Regions from separate parts of the Mus musculus genome. Here region 2 is linked to region 1. The links are chromatin contacts, called in public Hi-C maps. All regions are on one chromosome and are shown on one strand. Each heading gives the region's core, a stretch centred on a gene start, on an enhancer-like site or on the middle of the called end of the contact. The rest is flanking DNA. Distances are from core to core; before and after follow the strand shown. Region 1 has its middle 80 kb from the start of Gm46567. Region 2 holds the start of 9030404E10Rik (RIKEN cDNA 9030404E10 gene).

What was found. A called contact is a pair of places that touch in the nucleus more often than the background predicts.
Region 2: a Hi-C map of bone marrow-derived macrophages shows a contact between it and region 1, with 28 read pairs. The contact joins the promoter of 9030404E10Rik here to the enhancer-like site in region 1. A contact is called at or near these places in 3 of 15 datasets of contacts at CTCF or cohesin (the NIH/3T3 cell line, large pre-B cells and stem cell-derived epiblast-like cells), 7 of 484 Hi-C or Micro-C datasets (the 3T3-L1 cell line, CD4 T cells, bone marrow-derived macrophages and 4 more), 10 of 115 datasets of contacts at active chromatin or transcription factors (craniofacial prominence, embryonic basal ganglia, embryonic forebrain and 7 more) and 1 of 9 other capture datasets (embryonic trunk).

Annotation. Positions count from the first base shown.
Region 1 is chr16:29,730,450-29,737,634 of GRCm38.p6, reverse strand. No RefSeq gene overlaps it. Among named protein-coding and RNA genes, the nearest start is that of Gm46567, 80 kb to the left of the region's middle. Within about 2 kb of position 2,469, at least 151 of the 459 cell types and tissues checked have an H3K27ac peak or open chromatin away from gene starts, as enhancers often do. A contact at or near this core is called in the NIH/3T3 cell line, bone marrow-derived macrophages, craniofacial prominence and 6 more, where this site is marked.
Region 2 is chr16:30,034,309-30,040,816 of GRCm38.p6, reverse strand. It overlaps 9030404E10Rik (RIKEN cDNA 9030404E10 gene), which reads left to right and starts at 1,338. Exons shown (of 4, transcript NR_045878.1): 1 at 1,338-1,536; 2 at 2,190-2,330.

The DNA.
Region 1 (7,185 bases), core at 1,220-3,719:
ATCTCTCCAGCCCCTATGCCCTCTTTTTTCATTAATTGCTATTACGTATACCTAGGTACATATTTTAATTACATAAGTAAAAGCAGAAAGCTGAGATGGAGAGCTGACTCAGTTGCAGTGCACTGGATGCTTTCCAGAGAATCTAGCTTTGGTTGGAGCACCCACATCAGGTGGCTCACAGACTCTGGCAACTCCAGCTTAAGGGGTTTAGTACCATCTTCTGGTCTCCATGGACACACATATATACACACAGAGACACACATAAATATAAAACTAAAAACAAATATTGTCGAACAGCAACAAAGCTGATTGACTTCGAAGGGCACCCAGCTTCAGAAGGGTACGTGGTCTCTGTCCTACTGAGGATCGCTGTTGATTCAGACCCATTCAAACCCAGGACACTACAGTTCTCTCTGAGAGCATGCAGATTCATGCTGAAGGAGTAAGAATGACATTCACATGACAGAGCTCTAGATAATAGAGCAGAAAGGCCAACTCCATGACCCTGTCCCATGCTTTAGGATGTCATGTTTGTCCACCCTGCACATTCTGCTGCCAACCTTTCCCAAGGGTGGATGTGCCCCTGTGTTGTCCACTCAGAAAGAAGTCAAAACAGATTCTCCAAGCCTGATGCTCAATCTCCTCTTTCTGACTCCAATCAGTGTGACCAACCGATGTGACCCTCTGTGGTCACCTAACCAACCCTCGCTCTCTCTCCCCTGTTGTCACTCCACACTGAATTGTCCTTTCACCCATCTCTGCATGGCAGAGACCAATTCAGAGATCCAGTGTCACTGCCTCCAGCAACCCTTCCTTGCTCACTGTCAGCAGAAGTGAGTTCCTCTGCCCTGACCTCAAGACATCTCTCCTTCCCTTGTAGGACTTGGTCTCTATATTAGAGTTAGTTAGAGGCACACACCAGCCCTTAAGTTTGAATTCCTCGTGATGAAGTCTTATGTCCCTCTCCTCCTTCACCCTCTCCTCGATGCCCTACACAATACTCAACATTAGTTAAGTCTTTGGAGTCGAGTGAGCAGATAAATCAATTTTTCCCTTCCCAACACGAAAACCACCAGCCAGTTGGCTCAATGAATCCTCACCCTTCCCTCCCCCGCCCTGAGTGCCGGTCTGGTGATTCCAGCTGCATCTGGAACACAGACAGAGACCTAAGAGATGTCATGAAATACGGATCACTGGAAAACGGAAAGCAGCGAGGAAAACTCAATCAGTAACATGTCACGGAATGCAGGATCGGGAGCCAGGGTTGGTGGCACATCTGTGACCCCAGCATTGGGAGTGTGAGATGGGAAGGAAGATTCAGTCTGGGACACACAGTGAAGACCCTGTTTCAAAAGGAAAACACCCCTAAACCCATGGGTTGGTGATTAGTCACCACTTCATCCCCAAACCCAGGACATATTTGTAAAGGCTGTTTGGGTTGGTCGGCTTGTCTGTTAAACCTCGTGGTAATCAAACGCTGGTTTAGTTCTTAGGAATTGTTTTGTTCCTACTCAGAGATGATATTTACGCCAATATCCAGTGTTAGAGGAGGGGCTGGGAGGGGCTGTGTTCTGGTGATGACAGCACCCCAGGCTGAGGAACAGAGATGGGCCCTACAGTTCGGGGAATGTAGACACGACAGAAGGACATTCCCTCTAGCCTTGGCTAAGTCCCTATGAGAAGCTGCACCCCCCACCCCCAGGGTGAGAGGAAGTAGACATAACTTCCCCAGCTGTCTTCCCCATACCTTTAAGCCCTTTCTCAGTGCCTTCCACAAAAGGTTCTGTGGGTCTACTTACACAGTAGCACATTGTTGGCCAAAGCAAGGTTTCAAGTGACAAGGGAGAAACTGGAAGCTGGGGAAACAGGGCTCCCGTTGGCCCCAGGCCCCAGGGCCCTTGCTTCCAATGCTGGGGTTTAAAGTGGGTTTAGAGGAAACGGACAACTTCTGAGTCGGAGTTTCACGTTACCATTTCCTCTTTGTGGCTTCATCGAGACCACGGGTAGATATATATGACTCCGTATTAGCTAAACTGACCTCCAACCCCTATAAGCCTACCCCTGAGAACTCAGGGGAGAGAGTGGGGGAATAGCCATCTGCAGGGGGTAGAAGAGAGCCTGGGATGTCTTGCCCTAGATCCTCAGCGTCCCTGCCACCCACCGTCCAAGGCAAACACAGCAGCCATCCCCGGAAGCAAGCAATTAGATGCTCCCCGGGGAGGCCTGTAAATTCCTAACTTCTCCCTTCAGGAGGTTAAAAGTAATAGGGTTGCTGGGATTATTTATGTTTCTCTGTCTGGATGAATGTGTATTGGGAGGTGTGTGTGTGTGTGTGTGTGTGTGTGTGTGTGTGGGTGTGTGTGTGTGTGTGTGTGTGTGTGTGTTGTGCATGCGCGTGATCCATCCTCCCATCTCCTGTCTTACACAACTAGCTGCTATTTACACACCAGATGATCCCTGCAGGAAAAGGCAAGTCCCCAGCCGCTGTGGAATTTTAAGAGAGCTTCCTGGAATGCCCTTGTGGGATGTCTGGTTCTAATTGCCTCCGTCAGCGGAGCTGGCAAGCTGGCAGGCGCAATGAGAGGTGAAATTGAACAGATTCCAGTTCACATCAGACCCCCAGCCCTGCCAGAGTCCCCCAGGGCCCGGAAAAGAAAACAAATGTGGCCCAGGCAGTGGAGGGCCTGGGGAGGGGGGTGCGGGGGGGGGGTGTAGAACGCTAGACTGGGAGTTGGAGCAGGAAGATTACTGTCCCAGAGCAGCGGCTTCTGACTGGCTTCACTTTGTGCTAATCACTTAGTCTTGTGGGCCTCCTGTGTTCAGCTGCCAAATGAGTGGTCTCCCAGGCCTCTTCCTAGTCTAAGATGGGGGTCGGGAGGAAAGCGTCCAGCTGTCCCTGTGGTGGGTTGAAGGGTCAGTGGTTTTGTCTTCGGACTTTTGAATCAGATTTTTTTTTTTAACATTTTAGATCTTTAAGCATGATGGGAGGTGAGAGGCTTCAATCCACCTACTAGAACCTAGTGCTGTTCCAAGCTAGCCCTTGTCCCTCTCCCACAGCTCCTCTAGGGATGACTGAAGGTCTTGAGGTCTTAACACAAATCTCTGCCAGAAAGGAGACAAAATCCACAGTTCCTTAGTGCCCCCTATGGGTCCAAAGATGGAGACACTTGAAAGAGGCTGCCCAAGAAGCCACTCTCCTCCCCCCTTGTTCCCCCAGCCTCCAGGGCATCTCTGGCTCCTAGCTCAGAGCCAGAAGGCTCAAACTGATCCCTAATTTAAGGTGAATTTTTCTTTCTTTTAAGACTGTTGTTTTAAGGCACAGACTAAATTAATTTAGTCAGTTCCCCCAACAGGCTATAGATTGAGTGCTTCCCAAGGGGTCCATGGTATGTGTAAAGCGACACGGTTTATCAAATACAGACGCTTGCTGTTTATCATCTTGCCCTTGCTAAGCCTAGCATCAGCTTGACCCCCTAGCCCACAGCTGACACATGTGTGTCTTCAGGCATCAGGGGCTCACTTTTGAGTATGTGTAGGGAAGTCGGCTTGGCCTAGACCAACCAAATCCTAGTCACCGAGACTTTTGCCAAATTGGGGCATAATTGGCAAAGATGTCTAAGAAGACATTTGTAGAGAGGCTGCAGTCCACAGGATCGCCAAGCATCCTAGAGCACGCCTTTCTCTTGGCTCTATTGCTTCACGGACTACGATGACCATGTAAGCCCCTGCCTTCTCAGTGCTTTCCAGAAAGAACGTGCCAAAATGCAAGGGTCACCATGGTGCTCCATCCAATAAGTCAGCCCCCTTACAGACCACCTGGGACTTCTGCTTGGATCTCATTGACCACTCTAGCCGCAAGAATGGCTGGAAATGTAGTCCTGTCTCCTCTCCTAATGACCTGAGTTCTTTTCCTAAGAAACAGGAGCAGATATAAGGGCAGTATCAAGAAAACTGTTGTGCCTGCTATTATGTGTCTGGAGAGGAGTGAGGGGGTACGCCACAGTCCTTTTCTTGGGGGTCACTGGCTTCCCTCTGCAGGAAGAGAGAAAGCTGTTGTGTGCAGTTCATCTGATCCAAGAGAACTCCTAAGCTTCTCACACAGGACTAGACTGCCAAGTTGGTGGGGAGAGATGGCATCTGTGGGATGATCTCTTCCAAGGCTAATGGCAGGCAGGTGATTCTGAGCCTGGCCTCTGGGCCTTTTCCTAAGGAAAACCATCCCAGGTCACTCAGGAGGTTTGCACTCAGATCTCAGCATACCTGTCTAGTGTTCACCACCTGGTCTGGGACCAAAGAGCAGCCTCCTTTCAAAGATTCTAATGGCTTTGTTCTAGTACCAACAGCGCTCAGAGGACATGAGGGGAAAGACTCTCACCCTACATTTGGATATATCCTCACTTCCCCACTCCCAACAAAGTCTGTTGCTATCTCTTCATTCGTTCTGCTGGGAGCCTGGGCCAGCCTGGCTCACAAAGCAAACATTTAAGTCTAAATATGGTATTTAAACTGTGGAATGCTGAGATTGGCATGGCTCAGTGAGTCCCCTGATGACTGGCCTCTGGCTCTCTGCTCCTGAGTGTCCCTGGCCCTTCAGATTTGGAGAGGAAACTCATCTCTAATTTGGTCCCTGGTTTTGAGCCAGTTGATGCTAAACTCCTGGTCCTGGGCACTTGGTGCTCCTCTGACTGTTGGGAGAAGAACAGAGGAATAGAAAATTTGCCTGTAATAGTTATTCCTTACTCTAGAACAAGATGTGCTGGCGAAAGAAGGGCCCAGGTAAAGGGAGGGGAAAGCTTTGACTAGCCCAGTGAGCTCCATTTTAAGGAACTGGTTTCTAACCTGGTGATGCTTCAATACTGCCCTATGGGGCTCAGTGAGTCACCTCTGCTGTAACGACCACCTCATTCTTCGAAAGCCAACTAGACCAAATGTCCTACTAAACTGTGTATCCTACTAAGGTGATGATTTTAATCATGCTCCAGTTGTTGCCACTCTTGTTTGATGTCACTCCCACCCCCAAAATACCTATTCTATCCTTCCTGTGACTTTCATGCTGGCTGCCCTTCCAGGAGACTAGGAGAATCAAATAGAACATTTCCTAGGATGGAATTTCCAGGAACAGAATGTGATTAAAAGTAGAGTCCTCTTCTTTGACAAGACTAGGGACAGAAATAACCAGCTCCAATTTATTAAGAACCATTTATCATGGAGTTATTGAAGCTATGTATGTTTGAGGTCTTTTCTTTTCTTTTCTTTTCTTCTCTTTTCTTTTCTAATTTGGTGCTTAAACATATATCATGGAAGGTCCTAGGCTCCTGGCCTCCACAGACAACCCCTCCCTCAGAGGACAGGTTTGTTTGTTTGTTTGTTTTCATTTCTCATAATATACTTAGGCAAAGACAGAGTATCACGTTTAGCACTTTGCAGGTTGACCATTTTTCTATTTATTTTTATGCTACTTAATGCTAAGTATTTAATACCTTGGAGCACCTGAGAACCTAAACTCTGGTTACATTAGCACTGCTTCTGAGCCAATGGAGCTGAAAGAAAAAAGAAAATCTGGTGTGTGTCCCATCTTCATTTCATGATGGAGTGAGGGACAAGGCTCACGACTGTGTCTTTGTTGTTGTTGTTGTTTTGTTTTGTTTTTTGTTTTTTTTGAGACAGGGTTTCTCTGTGTAGCCCTGGCTGTCCTGGAACTCACTCTGTAGACGGGGCTGGCCTCGAACTCAGAAATCTGCCTGCCTCCCAAGTGCTGGGTTTAAAGGTGTGTGCCACCACTGCCCGGAGACTGTGTCGTTTTGATAGGGCCTTCCCAGCGTGACTGTGGATACTAAAATTACCACTGAGGAAATTCAGCCATGCCCTTGCTTTCCCCCAGGTTCAACTCTAAAGTCTCCAAGTCACAATATCAGAGTAGCTGAAATGGGTAGCAATTAATTTGCATGACTCGTTTCTACCCCTGGATCATTATTTTCTTTACCAAGGGAGAGTTCTATACGACCGACCCCAAACAGTGGGTGGTCTCCTCACTTCCTAGAACACATACATGAGAAAAGCCATCAAGAATAGGTTTGCAGCCATCTCTCAACATATGTGTGATGATTATTGGTTTACTAACTATTAATAAGAATTGTCCCAAAGTTTCCATTTATACTGAGTGTACAGTACGGGGTTCTAGCTCAGACTATTCTATTTGGCTTTATGGTGAAGAAGGGGGTAAATTTAAACCTGCCATGAACTTGAAGGTATGGGTGTGTGTGTGTGTGCGTGTGCATGTGCGTGTGTAAAGACATAGTGCTTTGACATTTGTGAAGAGGAGAGAGGGACTGGCAACACACAGACATATCCCTGGGTTCCCAGAAAAGCACACTTCCATAGTGTACCGTAAGCAGTACATTATTGGGACAAGGTGGTAAGGGGTTGGAAAAAAAGTTCCTGCTTTATACCCTTCATCTACCTTCATTGTAATAAACACATAATAAATACAATTTAGTTACAAATGTAATAAAAAACAGAATACTATAATGTAATGTCTGGGTCAGTGGTTCCGAGGCGCTGGAGAATATTAGCTGTGACATGAGGGGATCATCTCAAAAGCAGGTCAGCAACACAGCTGGTGGTTCTGATTCTTTGATCTCAGCCTGGTCATCTCCTGCTACCCAAAGCCCTCCCAGGAGCCAAGGGTGGTACAGATCTAGGGGTCACAACTTTGTGTTACCTCTTCAAGTACAAGCTGAAGTGCACAGGTGCCTGCTGGCATGGGATGCTCCTCAGGCAAAGCAATCGAAAACGCTGATAGATTCCAGTCTTGGACCAACCAGAGGGTATCACAGAACCTGTCACGATGGGCTTGTCAGAAAGCACTGAAGGCATCAAATGTGTTCCTGTGGAGTCCTGAAGAGCCTGAAGAGCCAGAGACCAGCTATGGAACACAGAAGGCACAGTAGGAAAGCCCAAGTAGAATGTGTGTGTGTGCCCTACGTGTTAAAGACATAAGTCTCCTTACCACCCATGATTGCGGTGGGGTGGGGGCGTCTAGCACTCAGCAAACACTGCAGAACTTCCCAAGCTTCTCCTATGCACATTTCCTGTCACAGCAAGTATATTGGTTCAAGGTGGTCCCGTGGATGAAAACAAACGCGAGCCCCAGTGAAGAAACCATCTCAGGGATTGACCCCTTTA
Region 2 (6,508 bases), core at 89-2,588, 300 kb before region 1:
CAACAGAAAGCCACAGGTCTTTCCTTTCTGTGTTGGGGGGGCAAACCCAAGGCCTCACACATGCTAAATCCTGGCTCTCTCACTGAACAGTCACAGTCCTGTACCCGCACAGTGGATGGCACAGTACTCAGCCCATTACAAGCTGTTGCAGAAACCGGCCACGTACAGAGAGTTCTGCTCTGGCTGTTAAACTGTCACTGGTTCTGTTCTGGGATGCTGCTCTTTTTCATTTTGGCCGTATTTGCACTTTAGCATCAGAGGCGCATGCCTTGCCTGGCCTTGTGGAATCGAGGAATCCCATAGCTACTGTTCTTCATTACAGTGACTGAGAGTGGGCTTCACCTATCACAAAGCAAACTTCCAAATAACGGCTGAGTCGGGGAGTGCAGTGTCCCCCATGTATCATAGGAGTCTTAGGCCTCTGATCTTCTGCCCAGCAGTTGTGAGTCTCCCTATTCAAACAACTGCACACATAGAATTAGAGGGCTGCTTCTAGAAACCCTGGTGAATAGCAACCAGCAAGAGACCATTCTGATTGGTGGTGGAAGTGAAGGGCCAGTGAGGGACAAGTCCCTGAGCAGGTGACTTATTCCAGGAATCCACTAGGGAACAGACAATAAGGAACCACTCCATTCTGGTGACACCAGAGGAACCAAGGGCAGTGACTGCTTCCCAGAGCCCCTTAGTCAGCAGGGTGGGGGGTGGAGGGGGGTGGTGGTGGTGGGGTAAATACAATCCACTCTCAAGGGGAGAAAGCTGGGAGAAATTCATTCCAGTCTTCCTCTGGTATGCACTAGGGAGCTCAAGTGTCCTCTCTACAGAGTTGTGAAGGGCCTTCTGGATGGCTGGGACCACAGGAGAGTGGCATTGTACCTGACTCACTGTCTTTAGCAGGCCAGGCGATCTGAAATTTAGCCCATGTTAATTTCAGCATGTCTGTCCTACCTGGAACACAGGTCTTCCCTCGGCCTTCTCTGTAAGAACTGTGTTCAGAAAAATGGACTAATGTGACTTTGAATTGGTTGGAGAGAGCATCAGCTAGACTTTTATCATACTGGATGTCTGTTAACTGAGAGCAAATTGTGTGTGCTGCTGGCTGGAGGGCACACCGTAGTGGAGAAGCCGAGAGCTAAAAAAACAAAACAAAGCAAAGAACCCTACTTGTTTAGGTGCGGGTGGGCTGTCAGAATAAGGGGTTGTGAGAAAAGGGGAAGGAGTAGGAAGCTAGACAGGAATGCAAAGAAGATGCAGGAGGATGAGGCGAGGCCCGCGGCTGCAGGGAGTGGCCCATTCTGAGGTTGGTTTTGTCACGTGCCTTTGCAGAACCAGCCCACGGAGGGCCATTCTGCTTTGACACGGGCATGGCCCTCTGACAAGGTGGCTCTAGAGAATGAGCCTGTCTGCTCCTCCCCCACCCTCTAATGGGCTCTCCTGGGACTGCAGTGCAGAGCCCCTCCCTCCATGAGGAAGTCAGTGCTGTGAGGTGCAGCAGAACACCTGGGACCCAGTGACAGTGACTTGCTATGCGCCCTCTGGGTAAGTTATTTCTTCTCCCTGGCTCCTTCCTCTTTCAGAACTGGAGAGGACTCCTTGTAGCTATAAAGGTTTGATGGTGATTACTGCAGAACTGCAGTGTGTGTGTGTGTGTGTGTGTGTGTGTGTGTGTGTGTGTGTTAGGCTTGCTGTTTAACAGGGTGCTAAGGTGGCAGGGAAGCCATCCTTCCCTCTCCCCCCCCTCCCCGCCCCCCCCAGCTCCACACGTGTGTGTGTGTGTGTGTGTGTGTGTGTCTCTCATTACTGTCAGGAGGCGTTAAGATGGCCCCATGGAGATGAGAACAAACCCCTTAATTAGGCACTGTTCCCACATCTAGAGAGGAACCAGCCTGGGCCCGGCTGCTCTGGCATTGTGGGGAGCCTAGTCCGTGGGGGCAGGAGGGGGCAGGAGGGGGCAGGAGGGCACAGGAGGGCGCAGGAGGGGGAGGCTGCGGCCAGGGCATCTGAAGGACTCAGCAGGTTTACACTTCGCTGACCTGATGGATGAATGGGGCCCTGTCCACCCACATGGGGTCTGGAATCTTCAATTACGGCAATTACATCAACAGGTCGGAAGGGCAGCACTTTCCACTGAAGAGGTTCAGGGCTTTAAAGAAAAATCCTAAAGCCACCGTTTTCCCTGCTTTCTTTTAAAGGGACTAGGCTGATCAAAGACGACCCCCATCTCCAGTCTAATTGGGCCATAGGTAGAAAAGAAAGACACGGCCGAGTTTTCTGTGAGAGGTGGCTGCCATACGCTCGCTCACCTCTGGACTCCTGGCTCCTCTCCTATTCAGGTTTGTGTTTGTAGACCCTGGTTGCCCATGCTTTGCACTCCGCATCTTTCTGAGGATAAGACCTGGAGCCTTCCCCTCTGAATCTCCCAGCATGCATCGCAGTACAATCAGGATGCGTCTGGACTGAGGTCAGAAGGATGGATGCCATGGAAAGGTCATTTTAGTCTTTCTGATCATGTTTCCCCCTTCAGTAAAATCAGCATACTACTGTCCACCTGTCTTTGCTACAGTCCCAAAGGGTCCAGCTGCAACCACATACCCCAACTAATCCAGCATTTTCTTTTTCCTCAGACACCTGTTAGGTAGTTAAACTGAAGGGAGGTTCTTGCCTCAGCAGCAAATGGGTGGTCCCTGAGAATTTGCTAGAAGTGTAGCTCTTGGGCCTAACTCTAGGTAAGTAGGAATCTGCCTCTTACTTACCAAGCTCTCCAGGAAAACTGTGGACACATTAAAGCCTAAGGAGGGCTTTTGTGGACTGAAACTTGACACACTGAGCATGAGGGAGCCGGTAGGAGGGAGCCTGTAGCTCATTTTCATCTGAAAACGAAGATTTATTCTTTCCTACACGAGGGATGCTTTGAGGCCCGGAATGAAGCAGTTTATCATTGCAAAGGTATTTCATCCAGCTAGTGGGTCATTCAATTGACGGACATTTGCTAAACAGCACTGTAAGGAAGGCTTGAGGCTTGTGAAATATATTCTCTGCTTAGGAACAACTTGAAGAGGTCCCCCTGAAGTTCAGAAGAACTCCAACAAAGTGCAGCGAGCGTAGGACTTCCCTGAGGAAGACGTAATAGCTTCTGTCGGAGTGAATGCGGCCCAAGCAGACCCTCCTAGACGGAGGGCAACACAAGCAAAGGCTCTGTAGTTTTTAAGAGGGGGGAAGGCAGCACACCTGAGCCCCAGGGTCTCACGGGAACCAGCAGAACCATAGCACATTTGCAGATGGTACCACAGCTTGATCAGTGAATCCACCACACCTTGACTGTTAAATCCAATGAGAGTGGTTGTCCTGGGTTAGTTCTGTGGCGATCACTGTCTGGTTTACTTTAGGTCTGGCCCTTCATCGGAGCCTTTCGTATGCAAGGTACTATTATGTTTATTGTACTGTTAATTTATTTGAGAGGCGTATTCCTTCAAACTCCTCATGGAGTCTCATGGCTGAGGTTTATTGGTGGCTTCATATTCTACTTCTTGAGAATTTTAAGATCATGCTAAGCTGGGTGTGGTGGCACATGACTTTAGTCCAGTACTTGGGCAGCAGAGGCAGTCGGTTCTCTGAGTTTGGAGCCAGCCTGGTCTATAGAGTGAGTTCCAGGACAGTCAAGGCTAAACAGAGAAGCTGTGTCTCAGAAAACAAAACAAAACAAAACAAAACAAAACAACCATCCCCTCCCCCAAATCTTGAAGATTAGGGAAATAAGGGAATAGGCCACCAGGTATGTTATCAATGGGTGTGGACTTTTTGAAAAAGCATGGGATTATCCCCATGTTAACTGGGCATTGTGCTATAAACGTGTGTTGCTTGTCATCAAAGCTGTTGTGTAGAAACATGGGAGGTTTGCCTCAGCCTCTCTCCCCTAGCGTCACCTGAGTATGTCCACAGCAGCAGTGGGATGTGTGTGGCTGCCAGGCTTAGGACAAGGGACAGAAATGGAGATGCCATGGTGGATACAAAAAAATATGACTTCTTAGGTGCCCCCTACGAGGTAGCTTGCACACCGGATCAACCAAGAGTGTAAGGAGCATATCTCCCGAAGGGCTAATGTGATGTGGAGTCTTTGGTCACAGCCAGTGAGACAGGGAGTGGGTTCATTCATGTGGCTGCATGAAGATGCAAAGTCACTTCCTGTTAGGGGCAGTATGAGTAGAAAACAAGGCCTGCAAGAAGTGACCAGAGGGTGAGCTCTTGGTGGCTCCTCCAGGCCACCATGGGTCTTGGTTCCTCGTGGAATGCAGTCATAGCAAAGACTTAGGTATCAGGACTTCTTGGTAGTTGAGGACAGCAGTGTGTGCTGTGTAGCCAGGTTCTTCTTGCTTAGTTCTCAGTGACTGAGCTAAAGGCAAGGACTTTGTTTTGCTTGTATTGGATAGCACCCTTGGATGCTGAGTTAAAATTTAACCAAACTTGCAAATAAGGGTTATCTGTCCATCCCTGGCTTGGACATCAGGGCAAAGGCTTCTTTCTTCACCACTGCCCTCAGCGTGCACCCTCTCTCTATTTGGACGCAGAGTGAGGTGTTTCCCTGTCATCAACCCCTGTCAGTATATAGGGACGTAGGTGAACAGTGTTTAAGTAACCCAGGACCTTGAGCTCCAAGTGGATCTTTGCTGTGAATGTGGCAAGCAGCACAATGCCATAGACAGAGCCTGAGATTAGGAACCAGGCCTGGCTGGATTCAGATATGAGTCTCTCATCTGGCAGGATGCTTGGACTTCGCTTTCCCACCACTGAAGGCGTGATCTGCCCTTGCTGCATCACGAAGACTGAAGGAGGCAGGACAGTCCCTCAGTCGTTAGGTAGCTAAGAATCTTGGTGTGACCCAGCCTCCCAAGAGCCTAGGGCTAGAGAACCAGCTGCCTTCTGTTCATGAAGCTGTGTCAGCGTCAGAGCTGGGAACAGGAGAATCTAGCATAGACCTCACATCAGCTGAATAAAGAAACTGAAGACAGGAAGGTTCCACCCTGTAGCCCCATGGCCACATATCTATCCTTAGAAATGTGTATGTATGCATATATGTGCATGTGTCTATTCAGTTATGACACACTTATTGGGTTTACATATTCCAGTTTCAGGAGAGCCAACCCCCTTTTCTGGCATCTGAAGGCACCAGAAACACACAGGATGCACAGACACACATGCAGGCAAAAACACCCATACACATAAAACAAAAACAAATAAATCAGTTGGTTTTACACAGCTGTTCTGAGAGCCCTCCCTGTATGTAGGATGTCTTATTTTAGTCAGGATGGGCTAGGTAACACTTTAACAACAAACAGTCCCCAAATCTGTGGCTGGAAGCAACACACACCCATTCCTCAGGGTTTTGCTCTTCAGTAAAGAACCTGCTGACACCTGCTCTTCTGGCCTACACCCACCCTCTCAACCTAACTCGCAGAAACAGCTGCAACAGGGGAAGAGAGGGTGGAGGGTCCTGCATCTGCTAGGAAGTGATACCTGCTGCTTCATGCTTCGTTGGCCAGAGGATGTCAGATTGCCACACCCAACTTCAACAGGCAAGGAGTAGCAGACTCCTCTGGGAAATGAGATAGGGAAATACCAAGAGCCCTATGATCGATACCGCTGAAAGCAGCAGTCTTTACATCCAACCTCTGATACCTTTTTTTTTTTTTTTTTTTTTACCCTGAGCTTTAGAGGAAATGGAGGCTGAGTTGGTCTTGCCCATTCACCTGTGGGATTTCATCTGGAAAGTCTGACTGCAAAGTCTGTCACCCATGATCCTTTGTCTTACAAGTGGCTGTATTCATGACAGGAGACGGCAGAGGATGGATGGCAAACATGCTTCAGGGTGTCAGTGGCTGGGTGCCACAGCCTTTGAGAGAAAGCCCTGCTGGAGGAGGCGACTCTCATCTCTAGATCTTGAAGAGGCCAGATTTGGATCCCGAGAGATGTTTATTCTTTCCATTCTTACCCCCCCCCAACCCCCACCACATCAGTGTGAGAACCAACTCTAAAGTTCGGTTAGTCCGTCCATCCATACTCTTGGCTTACTGCCCTCTGGCAGGAGACGCCTGGAGGGATGGGGCCTTACAAGGAAGCTCTCTGGACTGGGCTTGACCAGGGAGCTTTCCTGGAATGTGCCCTAGGGAGAAATCAGATACAAGGGCCAAGTAGGAACTGGGGTTGGTTACAGAGTTAGTGCAGGACCCCTCCTTCCCTCTCTGCCTCCCTCCCTCCCTTCATATCTCTTCCTGTTCGCCCCTCTCTTTTCCTCCCTGCCTCCCTCTTTTCCTCAGCCCTCCTGTCTGTTTAGGCTGGTGCTGAGTCTGTGTGTATGGAGATGGAGTTGGGGTAGGAAGATAGGTGTGGGGGAAAATGGTTGAAGCAGGGAGAGGAGGAAAAGTTTTGGTCCCTGGGGTCTTATAGGGAAAGGTCCGAGTGTTTGGCTAGAAACTCAAGGAGAAACCTCCACAGGGAGGCTGTGACCCCATGGAGG